Linked DNA regions of Rattus norvegicus: region 1 is linked to region 2. The links are chromatin contacts, called in public Hi-C maps. All regions are on one chromosome and are shown on one strand. The core of a region is the stretch at or near the end of the contact, and the rest is flanking DNA. Distances in the headings are between cores, read along the strand shown. Region 1 overlaps Gnb1l (G protein subunit beta 1 like). Region 2 has its middle 12 kb from the start of Tbx1.

Region 1 (6,094 bases), core at 1,405-3,904, 77 kb after region 2:
GAGCTGCGACTTTGAAGACAAAGGCTTTGATGAAGATGTGTGAGTTTAACAAGTGGAGTCTTGAGACCCCATTAAAAGACAAATCCTCTGTGTTACAAGCAGAGAAGACCACACTAAAAACATGGAGGAAGGATGTGCAATACAAGTACACAGTAAGAGACTGGTACACTTACAAAACACCAATAGGGCCAGAAAAGAAATCATATTACAGTTAAAACAGTGATATATATGAAACAAAGAAAGTGCATCAAAGCTACAAGAGAGAAGGGTGAAGTCAATATAAACTTTAGAGCTAAAGCTGACTTTTCCATAAAAATTTAAATCCAAAAGGACTTGTAATGATGTAGCTCAGATTCTAAAAGACCACAGCTGCCAATTCAGACTACCGTAACTATTAAAACCTTGTCTGTCACAATGGACAAAACTAAAATAAAAGAGTTTTGGATTGGTTTGTTTTACCACGTAAGCTCTGGCTGGGCCTGTAACTCATTTTGTAGACCAAGCTGGCCTCGAACTCAGGGAGATCCACCTGCCTTTGACTCCTGAGTACTGGGACTAAAGGTATGCACTATTTTAAGAAAGAAAAACTTGCCGTGACAAAAGCAGTATTAAAGCATTATGACCATTAAGCCGGCTCTGAAGAGGATGCTGTAAGGAACTCTGGAGATTGAAGAGAATGGTGACCACCTGCAAGAGTCTACAGAATGAAAGTAACAATGTTACAACTATAAGGCAACCAAACAAGGCTTTGGAAAACAGCATATAGTACGAAGCCAGACAAAAGAACAAGAATTAAACACTCCTTTCAATAACTAACCATTAATGATCTTGATTCCCAATCAAAAGACACAGACTAACAAACTGGATTGAAACAAAATGGATCCATCCATTTGTTGTCTCCGAGAAACGCTGCACCTGAACACACAAAGATGGAAAGAAAAGCAACAGAGCTAGGAAACAAGCAGGGTCCTCATTCATTTTCTGCTTTTTCTTTTAATTTTATTTTTAAATAGTCTTTACAATTTATTTTGGTCACATCTTTCCCCTCCCCCAATTTCAATCTCAATCTCTCTCTCTCTCTCTCTCATTTTCTTTTCCTTTCCTTTTCATTTTTTATTTTTTCTTTTCTTTTCTCATTTCTTTCCTTTCTTTCTTTCCTTCTTTCTTTCTTTTTTTGGGGGGGACAGATCTCTCTGTGTCGTTTAGGCTGTGTTGGAACTCGCTCTGTAGACCAGGCTATCCTTGAACTCAGATCTTCTACCTGTCTCTGCCTCCCAAGTGCTAGGATTAAACTTGAGAGCAAACACTACCCAGTGAATTTCATATTCTTTTTCTCTTACAAAAACAAAAAACCTTAAGCAAAATTCAAAAGTAATTACATACAAACAAAACAACAAAAACACACAGAGTCTGCTTTATGTTGGCCAAGCATTTTAGAGCACGAGCCCTCCCTGTAGTGTGGCTGACATACCCAGTGTCACTCCACTAAAGAAAACTCATCTTCCCTCCCCAGCTGGTATCAACTGCAAACAGCTTCTTGGCTATATCTGGAGCTTGTGCCTGCTTTCCCTTCTTGGTGCTGGGATTCTAGTTGCTCTGTGCAGGTCTTGTACATGCTGTCACGGTTTCTTTAAGTTTATAACAGACATCAGCCCCGCTGTGTTTGGAAAACGCTGTTTCCTTGGAGTCTACTTCCACTTGTGCCTCTTTCCACCTCCTTCTCTGCACAGATCCCTGAGCTCTGAGGGCAGGGCTCATATAAAGACATCCCCTTTAAGGTTAAGAGCTTCAAAGTCTCTTACCCTCTGCATGTTGCCTAGTTGTGAGTCTGTGTTAATTATCTACTGCACGGAGATGCCTCTCTGCTGAGGGGTCAGTGAGCATCACTGTCCTATTAGCTGACAAACTCCAAGCCTAGTCAAGAGAGGTAAAGGGCACTTCACAAGTGATGAAGGGAATAACTCATCAGGACACTAAGACTGGGCGTGCTGACACAGGTCTTTAATCCCACAACTAGGGAGGTGGAAGCAGGAGAATCTCAGTGAGTTCAAGGCCAGCCTAGTCTATGGATCAAGTTCCAGGACTGCCAGAGCTACACAGAGACCCTGTCACAGAAGGGGGAAAAAAAGGGACATTATAATTTTAAACATATAATCATTGAACAGAGGTGAACCTAATTTTATACAATAAATAGTACTAAATATAACAAAGTAAGGTAATGAATTAAGCTTAGCACAGTAACTTCAGTAGTACACTCTGACCAGTATATAATTCATCCCAACAACAACAAAGAAAAAGAAAGAAAGTTCAAAAAGACTTAAGCAGACATCTACATAACAGTCTATCCAAACACTGTACACTACGTTCTCAGTACACGTTCTTCTCAGCAGCCCATGGGACTTCCTCTAAAACAGATCATCTAAAATATATCAAGACTCAACAATACAGGAAAAGTGAAACAACGTCTTATATCTGACCACAATGAAATAAACATAGAAAGAAAGCCACTGCTCTTAAAAAAAAAAAAGAAATAAACATAGAAATCAATAAGAGAAACTACAGGAAATCAGCAAACTCTGGAGGCTGAAGTACACACTGTTGAATGGCCAATGGTCACTGAGGCAATCAGAAGCAAGCTTACACGTCCTGAAATGAACGGAAATGAAAAGGTAACACGAGGTAACCATGAGAACAGTCCTACCAGAGCATGCTGTAACTGTAAGTGCCTACACTAAAAAACAAACAAACAAAAAACAAAACAGAGACTGCAAATAAATAACTTAATGGCGTCTCTCAGGACCTCGGAAAACAAGAACAAACCAAACCCAGAAGCAGGAGACAGAAATAATCACAGCCAGGGTAAAGTAAATGAAAGGAAAGAAGACAAGGACAAACCCACTCCAAGAGTCCATCCATCAGCCAACGCTTTGAAAAGGTGAATGAAAGCAGCAAGCCCTTAGCTAAACTAATCAACGACAGGGAGGGGAGAGCCTGCCTCACCCAAACCAACAAACGCAGAGACTAAAGGGAGACAGCACAGCTGATGCCAACCAAGGAAATCATAATGGGCAGACATTAAAACTTCCATTTCCCTACACTCTGAGCAAAGTTAAACCCAGAAAAGATAAATAATGGAAAAATATCTGTAACAAACAATAAGACTGAAACATTAATTTAAAAAATCTCCCAACTTAAAAAGGTCTAGGCTAAAAAGGATTCACTATGGGGCTGGAGAGATGGCTCAGTGGTTAAGAGCACTGGCTGCTCTTCCAGAGGTCCTGAGTTCAAATCCCAGCAACCACATGGTGGCTCACAACCATCTGTAATGAGATCTGATGCCCTCTTCTGGTGCATCTGAAGACAACTACAGTGTACTTATATATAATAAATAAATAAATCTTTAAAAAAAAAAAAAGGATTCACTACAGAATTTTTCATGACCTTTATTTAAAAACAAACAACTAAAACCAATCTTTCTCCAGTTATCCCCTAATAGTGAAGGAAGAATACTTTCAAATTCATCTTACAACAAGCCTTTGACGCCAGGGAGACGGCAACACAACAACTACAAAAACAAAGAAAGCGACAGACAACTTGCCAGATAAACACAGATGTGGGCATTCTCAGTGAGTCCCTTGAAAACAAACTCAGGAAAACAACCAAATTGTTTGGCCGGGTGTAGTGGCACACTCCTTTAATGCGAGCACTCAAGAGGCAGAAGCAGGTGGATCTCTGTGAGTTCAGGACCAGCCTGGTCTACATAGTGAGTTCCAGGATAGTCAGGGTTACACAGGGAAACCCTGTCTAGGAAAACCATTAAAAAATAAAATAAAAAATCCACTCGCAGCACTGAAGATACTATGAATGGAGCGAGCATACCTCAACACAATAAATATACATGATAAACAAAGCCAACATCGTGGTATAATGGAGGGACAAAGTGAAGACATCCAATCTCTCCATTCCCGTTCAATATGGTACTTGAAGTCTTAGCTAGAGCAACAGGACGAGAGAAGAAAATGAAGGGGATACAAATAGCAAAGGAAAGCCAACGTCTCCATCTGTGCAGACGATAGACATGATCTGTACACTCTGAGTAAACACGAGCACACGAAGCCCATGGCTGGTCAAGAAGCTCAGGCAGCAGGGGCTGGCTCTCAGCAGGGTTTCCGCTCCCTGAGTGCTGTGTGGACTTAAAGCCTTTTCATAGTTTCCCAGAGCTCAGTTGGTCAAGGCTTAGCCTGAGTTTCACAAGAGTGTGAGTCATGGAAAACCTGAAGGCAAACTGAACTAAAACGTGGGGTCTCCGTCCTACCACAAAGATGCTTCCTGGTCCATGTTTATGGCTGCTCTAGAGACAAAAGATAGGAAATGAAATCGGTCTAGATGTTCACCCATCGATGAATGGTTAATAAAATGTGTTATATATTCAAAGAAAATTTATTTGTAAAGAAAATGAGATTATGAAATTTTCAGGAAAATGGAGTTAGGAATTATTGTATTAAGTGAAGTAACTGCCTCACAGGTTTCTCTTACAGAAACCCTACTTCTAAATCCTATATATGCAAATTTCTGCGGGAGTGAGTATACACAGAGATCAGGAGGCCAGAAGGAAGCCTGAGAGGGAAAGGCTTTGAGGGAGAACGGTGTACAATTCATGTGGCTATGAAAGTAGAAGGGACGTTCTTGGGGGAAGAAAGGTTTAAGGAGGGAACAGGCAGGAAGCTGAAGGGAGAGGGAGCAGAAGGGGGGGTCATCCACACTAAGGATAGATGAAAAAGTCATAAGGACATGCGATAGCTCAGAAAGCAAAATTTTAAATATAGAGATGACTCAGGACGGGACTGGTGTCACAGACTTCAATCCCAATACTCAGGAGGCAGAGGCAGGTGGATCTCTGTGTAGACCAAGGCCAGCCTGGCCTACAAATTCAGTTCCAGGACAGCCATGACTACACATAGAAATCTTGTCTCAAAAAAACAAAAAAACCCAACCAAACAAAAGAGAGATGGCTCAACAGAGTAAGGGCCCTTGCTGCCAAGTGACATCCAAGTTCAGCTCCTGGAACCCACATGGTGAATGGCCAGACCCCATGAGTGATCCTCGGAACCACATCACCCTCACACATGCCATAGCACGAGCATGCTACAACTTCCACACAAAACACATGAGTGAGTGAAGATGGGGGGAGGTACTCTGCACAGGCAGAAACAGCTGCTCCCCACAGCCATGCGTTATTAAATGCCAGGGGTGAGCTGTTGCCATACAAGCTGTTGGTCAGGGAAGCCCTCTGGGTCCTCAAAACAACACAGGCAGTTGTCATTGTGAATGCCTACCTACCAGAACTAGATGGTGTCTCAGTCGCTGTTCTATTGCTGTGAAGAGACACTATGACCAAGGCAACTTTTGTAAAGAAAGCATTTAGTTGGGGCCTTGCTTACAGTTTCAGAGTTTAGTCCATTATCACCATGGTGGGGAGTACGGTAGCATGCAGGCAGACATGGTGGGGAGAAGTACCCAAGAATTACCCATCCTGATCCACTGACAACGACTGAGACTGGGACTGGCCTGGGCTTTAGAGACCTCAACCTGCCCCACCCCCTAGCCCCCAGTGACACACTTCCTAATCCTTTGAATCCTTTCTAAGAGTTCTACTCCCTGTGACTAAGCACTCAATCACGTGAGCCTCTGAAGGCCGTTCATTTTGCTTGTTTTTTGCAGTTATTGTTTGTTTTTCAAGACAATGATTCTATGTGTAGCTCTGGTTGTCCTGGAACTCTTGCTGTAGACCAGGCCGGACTTAAACTCAGAGATCCACTTGTCTCTGCCTCTTGAGTCCTGTGCTTAAAGGCATGTGCCACCGTGTCTGGTTCTAGCAGTCATTCTCATGCAAACTATGACAGATGATAGGGCCCTGTGGTAGTTGAATAAGAATGCCCCCCCACAGACTAATATGTTTGAATGCTTGGCTCATAGGGCGTGGCATTATTAGGAGGTATGGCCTTGTTGGAGAACACAGGTGAAAGGCTAAGGCAGACTCATGAAGGAACGTTTAGCTGAAGCACACACAGGAGAAAGGATGTTCTGCTAAAGC
Region 2 (6,241 bases), core at 3,637-6,136:
TAAGAAGCCTGCTTGGGCTTTACTGGGGCCCGGGCAGTGTGTGCTCACATGTGTAGCTGTGAGTGCAGGCAAAGGCCTGTGGGGGGAAACTCAGCCCGAAGGGCCAAGAGTGTCCTGGGGCAATAGTGGGAGCTAGGCCTTGAAGGACCACACTTGTCCCTCAGTTGCAGAAGGGGTCTTGAATAGAATTCTTATATCCCATTGGAGATGGAGACTGAGGGAGCCCCCTGGCTATCCACCCTGGAAGAGTCTCAGAATGAGTGGATCCTGCACCTCAGCTCATGCTTGCTCCTGTGTGTCTGAGATGGCCTGCCCTGGCCCACACATGACGAGTGTCTGTCCATCAGCACGGCCAGCCGCTTTGGCCATCCATCAGCAGTCAGCAGTCACAGGAGGAGCAGCCTGTTTGTTTTGCCAGATCTGTGCCGCTCCCTGGGGCGGGGCCAAAGGAAATGCCATTTTCTGCCTGGGGTGCAGGGTGGACAGCAGGAGGGGGGGGCAGGCAGATAGCAGGAGGGGTGGGAGCACCCGGGGAAGGGCCAGGCTGGGCTATGGAAGAACCCCTGGCTAATCCAAGCTCCATGTAGATGCCCACAGTCTTACCCTGTTCTGTCCCTTCTAGAACAGGAATGAGTGACACCGAGCTCTCTTGTTTCCCATGGTGGCTGTCTTCAGCCAGGTCACTCACCCCTGTTCCTGGCTACCGGGTAGGGTGGACTCAGGTGTCAGCTGCCACCAGTTAGGGGGGTGTCTCTGTATCTGAAATCCAAGATGCTTGATCCTAGCTGTCTACACTGGCATGGGAGCTACTCTGGGGATGGGGACTGAGACAAAGACTAAATGTTTTGGAGAGGTGGGGCCTACCAGAAGCTTTAGAAGGGCCTGAGCACTGACCGGGAGGCACCCAGCCTTAAAGGATACATGAGGCTACATTAGCAGGGGTAACGTATGCAGTGAAGAAGGTGGTATCTGGAATCCAGGAAGCTAGGACATATGGACCCTGGAACAATGTCTGCCACATCCACACTTGCTAATTCACCCACCACCATTTGTATTAAATGAAGATTCGGTTGGCAGGGGCCGACATCTGTGGTGTATGAAGCAAGTGTTATGTAGTGTGCTGAGGTTAAAATGATCATTTCAGTTCTTTTCAAGACTTTTCTATTTTTATTTGATGTGTATGACCTTTTGTGCGTGCGCACACACACACAACACATACACACACACAAAAACACACACATACACACACACACACACACACACACACACACACACACACACACACACACACACACACGAGACCAGAAAAGGATGTTGGATCCTCTGGAACCTGGATTACAGTTAGGACGTGCGATTTGGCGCTGGGAACCCAACTCTGATCCTTTGCAGGGTCTCTAACTGCTGAGCGGCTCTCCAGCCCTGTTTGTTCTTGAAATGGTTGTTGAACAATAGGCTGGGGCTGGTGTGTGTGTGTGTGTGTGTGTGTGTGTGTGTGTGTGTGTGTGTGCACAACATACGCTGACACATGTGGGGATTGGAGATTTTCGGGGTTTTTGTTTTTATTTTAAGATGAAATCTTACTGCGTCGCTTGATCTGATGTTGAGCTTCTGGACTTGAGGAACTTCTCAACTCAGGCCCCTAGGAAGCCAGGGCTACAAGGCTCCCATTTCTGGGTCCAACCTGGGATGTTCTATCTTCTTCCTTTCTTTTCTTCCATTGCAACGTTGAAAATCGCCCTTCATGTGATCATACTACACACTGCCAGTTCTGGGCTACCAAGGACAGTTTATGTTCAGTACAAATGAGACCCAGAGTTGGCGGTGTCTTGGCAGACATTGATGAGTCTCTGCTCCTAGGGCAGATGCTGACACTGGGAGCGGAGTTGGACCGGTGTCCTCTAGCTGGTTCTGTTGCTAGGATGCAAATCCAAGAAGGGCCGGAGTCAGGATGATGCCTGTTCCCTTAGCCCCCCATGACTCTGTGTCCTACTGCCCACAGGGAAGGAGGGCTTTCAGGAAGCATACCTTTTCGTGCAAATCTTTAAGAACATTCTTCTCTTGGACCTGAACTGCTTTGATTGACAGGAAGACAGTCTTATGATAGCTTTGCAGGTGTCTACCCTGTCTCGTCTCACCAAACTAAAAACTACTGTCAAAAGCACAGGCAGCAAAAATAGACAGAGGGGATGTCACCAAGCCAGAGACCATTGTACAAATGAGGAGGCCAGAGCAAAACACAGGGCACTTATACTTCTCCATGGAGGGGGCAGAAACCAAAGAGCTCAACAGCAAAACCAAACAGCCACCCAAACCCTCCACTAAGCCTCTGAGAGCCCCTTAGAAGGCTAAGGAGAGGGCTGGGAGCATGGCTCGACGTGTAGGGCATTTCCCTAGCATGCACGAAGCCCCAGGTACCATTTCAAGGACTGCAGTGGAAGCAGGCACAGCAGACACACCTAAAACCCAGCACACAGGAGGTGGGGACAAGGGGAATCAGAGGGTCCAGATCATCATTCTTAGCTACATAGTAAGTTCCACCCCAGCCTGATACACAAGAGATCCTGTCTCAAACAAACAACGAACATGTTGACTACCTCTCAAAAGAGACAAATACATGGCCAGTATCTCTAGCACCAAACACCCAGAATAAAGGTTATGAAGAAAGGTGTCCCTTACATGCTGTCGACCAAAATGAAAAGTAGTTCTAGTTGGGCGTCGATGGAGCATGCTTTTTTTTTTCAATATATAAATCTTTTATTGTCCCCAAAGAGCCCAAATTGTCCTTGTGATCAGGATCTTGTTTCTGGAGCTGGGAAACTGAGGTCTCACTGGTCAGCCTGCTACACGGTTCCCCTTCTCAGATACACAGATGCCATCCCAAAACTTCCTGATAGCCTTGTTTTTAACTGTTGTAGCTTGTTGAATCAGAGCCTGAATTTGAAACAAATTCGATATCATTTCCTTCAAGGATTAATCCATCCTTCTGGGCTTGAGACACAGAACAAGCAGCACCTGTCCTCATCTGAACCCTGCGGATGTATTCTTCACCCAAAAAAAATTTCGGATTTCAACCACAGACCCATTCCCCTGAATAACGACGTTGATAGGGAGGTGAGCATCCACAGACCTCCTCTTGTAACGGAAGCCCAGTGTCACACCCTTGAGCATGTTCTGAACGTGACTGCAGGTGGCCAGTTCCTTTCTGTTGCCCCACCATTTGTTAACACTGTCTTTCCTTTTTCTTTCCAAGGAGACTCAGCTCCACATAGATGTGATTGAAGTCCCTCTGCAGAGTTCCCCTGGGGCCCTTCACAATGACTGTGTGCCCCTTCAGAATGATGTTGACATTTTCTGGAATGTCGACAGTCTGATTGCTGAGAATGATCTTCATTCACGCAGTGGACGGGGCGAAGAGAGTGATGGTGCGAGCTTTTAATCCCAGCACTCGGGAGGCAGAGGCAGGCAGATCTCTGAGTTCAAGGCCAGTCTGATCTGCAGAGTGAGTTCCAGGACAGCCAGGGCTACACAGAGAAACACTGTCTTGGGGGTGAAAAAAAAAGTCTATCCATTAGGGGAAACAATCTGAAGTTTCCTTAAAAAATTAAGAACTAAACTCCCATTTAATTCAGCAGTCTCCAACCAAAGGAAATGAAAGGTGTTGTCTGCGTGTGCGTGTTTATGAAAGTGCTGTCCATGATGGCCCGAACATAGCAACAACCTGAGAATCCACAAATGAGGAGCAGAAAAAGAAAGTGCAGTGGCAGACAACTCCTCCATTAAAAATACTGAGATCCAGCCTGTGCTTGGTAGTGCTTGCCAGCACTTTGGATATGGAGACAAAACAGTCACTAGTCTCATGGTCGTTGCCAGCTACACAGGAAGCTGAAGCACAGCATGCACCTCTGGAGACTGTCTCGTCACACACTGGGCTGGCTGGAGAGAGAGCTCAATCAGTCAAGTGTTTGCTGTGCAAACGTGAAGATCTGAGTTCAGTCCCAACACTCAAAATTAAACAAACAAACAAACAAAAAAAGGCTGCTGGAGAAATGGAGACGGAACCTTTAGAGCTCAGTGACCAGCCAACATATCCTAATTGGCAAGTACCAGGTACTGTGAGAGACCCTGTGTCAAAAAGGGAAGTAGATGGCTCTTGAGAAGCATGCCTGAGGTTGACCTCTGGCACTGACATTCATACACACACACACACACACACACACACACACACACACACACACACACACACACACACAATCTCCTTTTACCAGAGTAGAATGATAGGAAATCAAGGGACAAGCCAGCACAGGAAGACAGATTCTACCTGTTCTCACTCACAGTCTAAATGATTATCATCTAAAGAGTAGAATGCAGGTTGTCGGGACTGGGGGAGTTGAGGGAGAGCTGGGGAGACGCTGACCAGGACATGTGGTTACACTCACACAAGAGAGGGTGAAGGACAGACCTTCAGGGTAGCCAAGTACTTTAGCTCACAAGTCATATTCTTGAAAAATGCCAAAAGAGAGATGTCTAAGTGTCCTAGAAGCACCGTATAACTCTTCAAGGTCATGCCCTTGCTGTCTGCCTCTGACAGTTTCCACAGTGCTCACATATACACCTTGGTGAGCTGGTATTGCACATGAGAAACACGTACAATCTTACCTGCCGACTTAAACAGTAAATCAGTTTGAACGCTCCAAATGTAAATAAAAAAAAAATTAAACTCCAGCTGCCCAGAGCAAATGTTTCGAAAGTAAGTATGCAGTTGCAAAAGCGCCCTGCGAGGTGGGTGTGACGGCCATGCAATTGGCTATGCACAGCTCCAGTGGGAGTGTCATGAGCTACACTGAGGCCTCTCTCTCCTGTGCTGGTTTGAGGGTTCTGGCGCAAGAAGACCCATGGGCTGGTCCTATCTCTACTTGAGCAAAGGGTGACTTTCCCGATCCACAGGCCACACAGTTCCAGCTCCACCTCATAAGAATTGCCTTAACAGGCCTCAGGGGCCACTCACCAAGACACCCAGTTCTTTTGTTACACTCCTCAGATGTGAGCCAGGTCCCTGGCCTTGGTGTTTGGTGGACCTTGAGCTAGCCAGGAAGGAAAAGTGAAAGACTACAAGCAAATGCTGTGTGGGAAGAGCTGTCCTGAAAGTCAGGGAGCAGAGCATGAGAGCCAAGGCCCCTCAGCCACAGGAGTACAAGCCCAAGACCTGCTCATTTGACCATGGTAACAGGTCAGAGAACCTAGAGGGGACTTAGGACCAGGAGTTTAGTCTACATGGGATCCAGGATCAAGGAAAACACAGAAAGTCCACATGGTGTCATCCAGGAGCTCCTGCCTAGACTGCTCCCTGCTGTGGCAGCAAGGAGTGCTCCCTCAGTTTCTCCAGGCGCCCCCTGGCCTTTGGATTAGTGGGCACTGTGGTTGCTCCCAAAAGCCTCAGGGCCTGCTTGTTCCTGGCCAGTATGAGACAACCTGACTCCCGCCCGCCTACACATTATGGCGTGGCTTCTGGTCACTGGGTCCTGGCAGACACCATGAAAAGAGGGGCTGGACCGTCTTCAGGGCTCCAATAGAGGCTCCTGTCCATCTGTCTGTCTTCCTAGGACATCTGGTATAAGGATCGTGCCTCCATGCTGCCTTGACCGTCCCTCCCTACCATCCTGCCAGCTTTATTCATCTCCTTTCAGACTCTGTTTCCCCATCTCTGGGAGGATCCCCTGGGAAAAAGACAACCAACTAAGTGGGGCTGTCCCCTCCATCCTAACCCCAGTGTTGGGCTGGCTGTTGAAGCTTGGGGGGTCCATGCCTGACCAGAGGCCCCTCCCCCTCCATGTGTCAGCCTCACACACATACCCCACACCACCTCAGAGCTTCCACAGTTTAGTGGGGACCCGCATGGGGTAGTGACTTCTACCAAAGCAGAATGGACCCAGACTGCCTTGAAGACCCCTGTGCACGGTTGTGTGACAGGTCCTCCCAGCTGAGAAAATCTTTGTGAGAAAATGTGTGGTAAAGAAGGCAGAAGCAACTTAGCCCAGGGATGATCCAGGGTACTACACTGGCTAGGGAGAAGGCACCACAGACGGCTCTGGCCTGGGGCCCCTGGGCTGTCAGGCCAGTTCCCTGTCCCACAGCTGTCTCAGCTCCCGTCTCCCCCACCCGCCCCAGGATTCCTATTTCACTGAAGAGATTAAGACCACCTGGCAAGAGCCCCCTCCTGATAGCCTGCCCTAACCCCAGCCCC

The links. A called contact is a pair of places that touch in the nucleus more often than the background predicts.
Region 1: a contact with region 2 is called in a Hi-C map of hepatocytes, with 1.5 times the contacts expected there. The contact joins two enhancer-like sites. A contact is called at or near these places in 2 of 12 Hi-C or Micro-C datasets (the Rat2 cell line and hepatocytes).

What each region holds. Positions count from the first base shown.
Region 1 is chr11:95,980,712-95,986,805 of GRCr8, forward strand. All of the region lies in intron 2 of Gnb1l (G protein subunit beta 1 like), which reads right to left. Among named protein-coding and RNA genes, the nearest start is that of Gnb1l, 28 kb to the right of the region's middle. Within about 2 kb of position 2,655, at least 1 of the 93 cell types and tissues checked has an H3K27ac peak or open chromatin away from gene starts, as enhancers often do. A contact at or near this core is called in hepatocytes, where this site is marked.
Region 2 is chr11:95,901,790-95,908,030 of GRCr8, forward strand. No RefSeq gene overlaps it. Among named protein-coding and RNA genes, the nearest start is that of Tbx1, 12 kb to the right of the region's middle. Within about 2 kb of position 4,887, at least 5 of the 93 cell types and tissues checked have an H3K27ac peak or open chromatin away from gene starts, as enhancers often do. A contact at or near this core is called in hepatocytes, where this site is marked.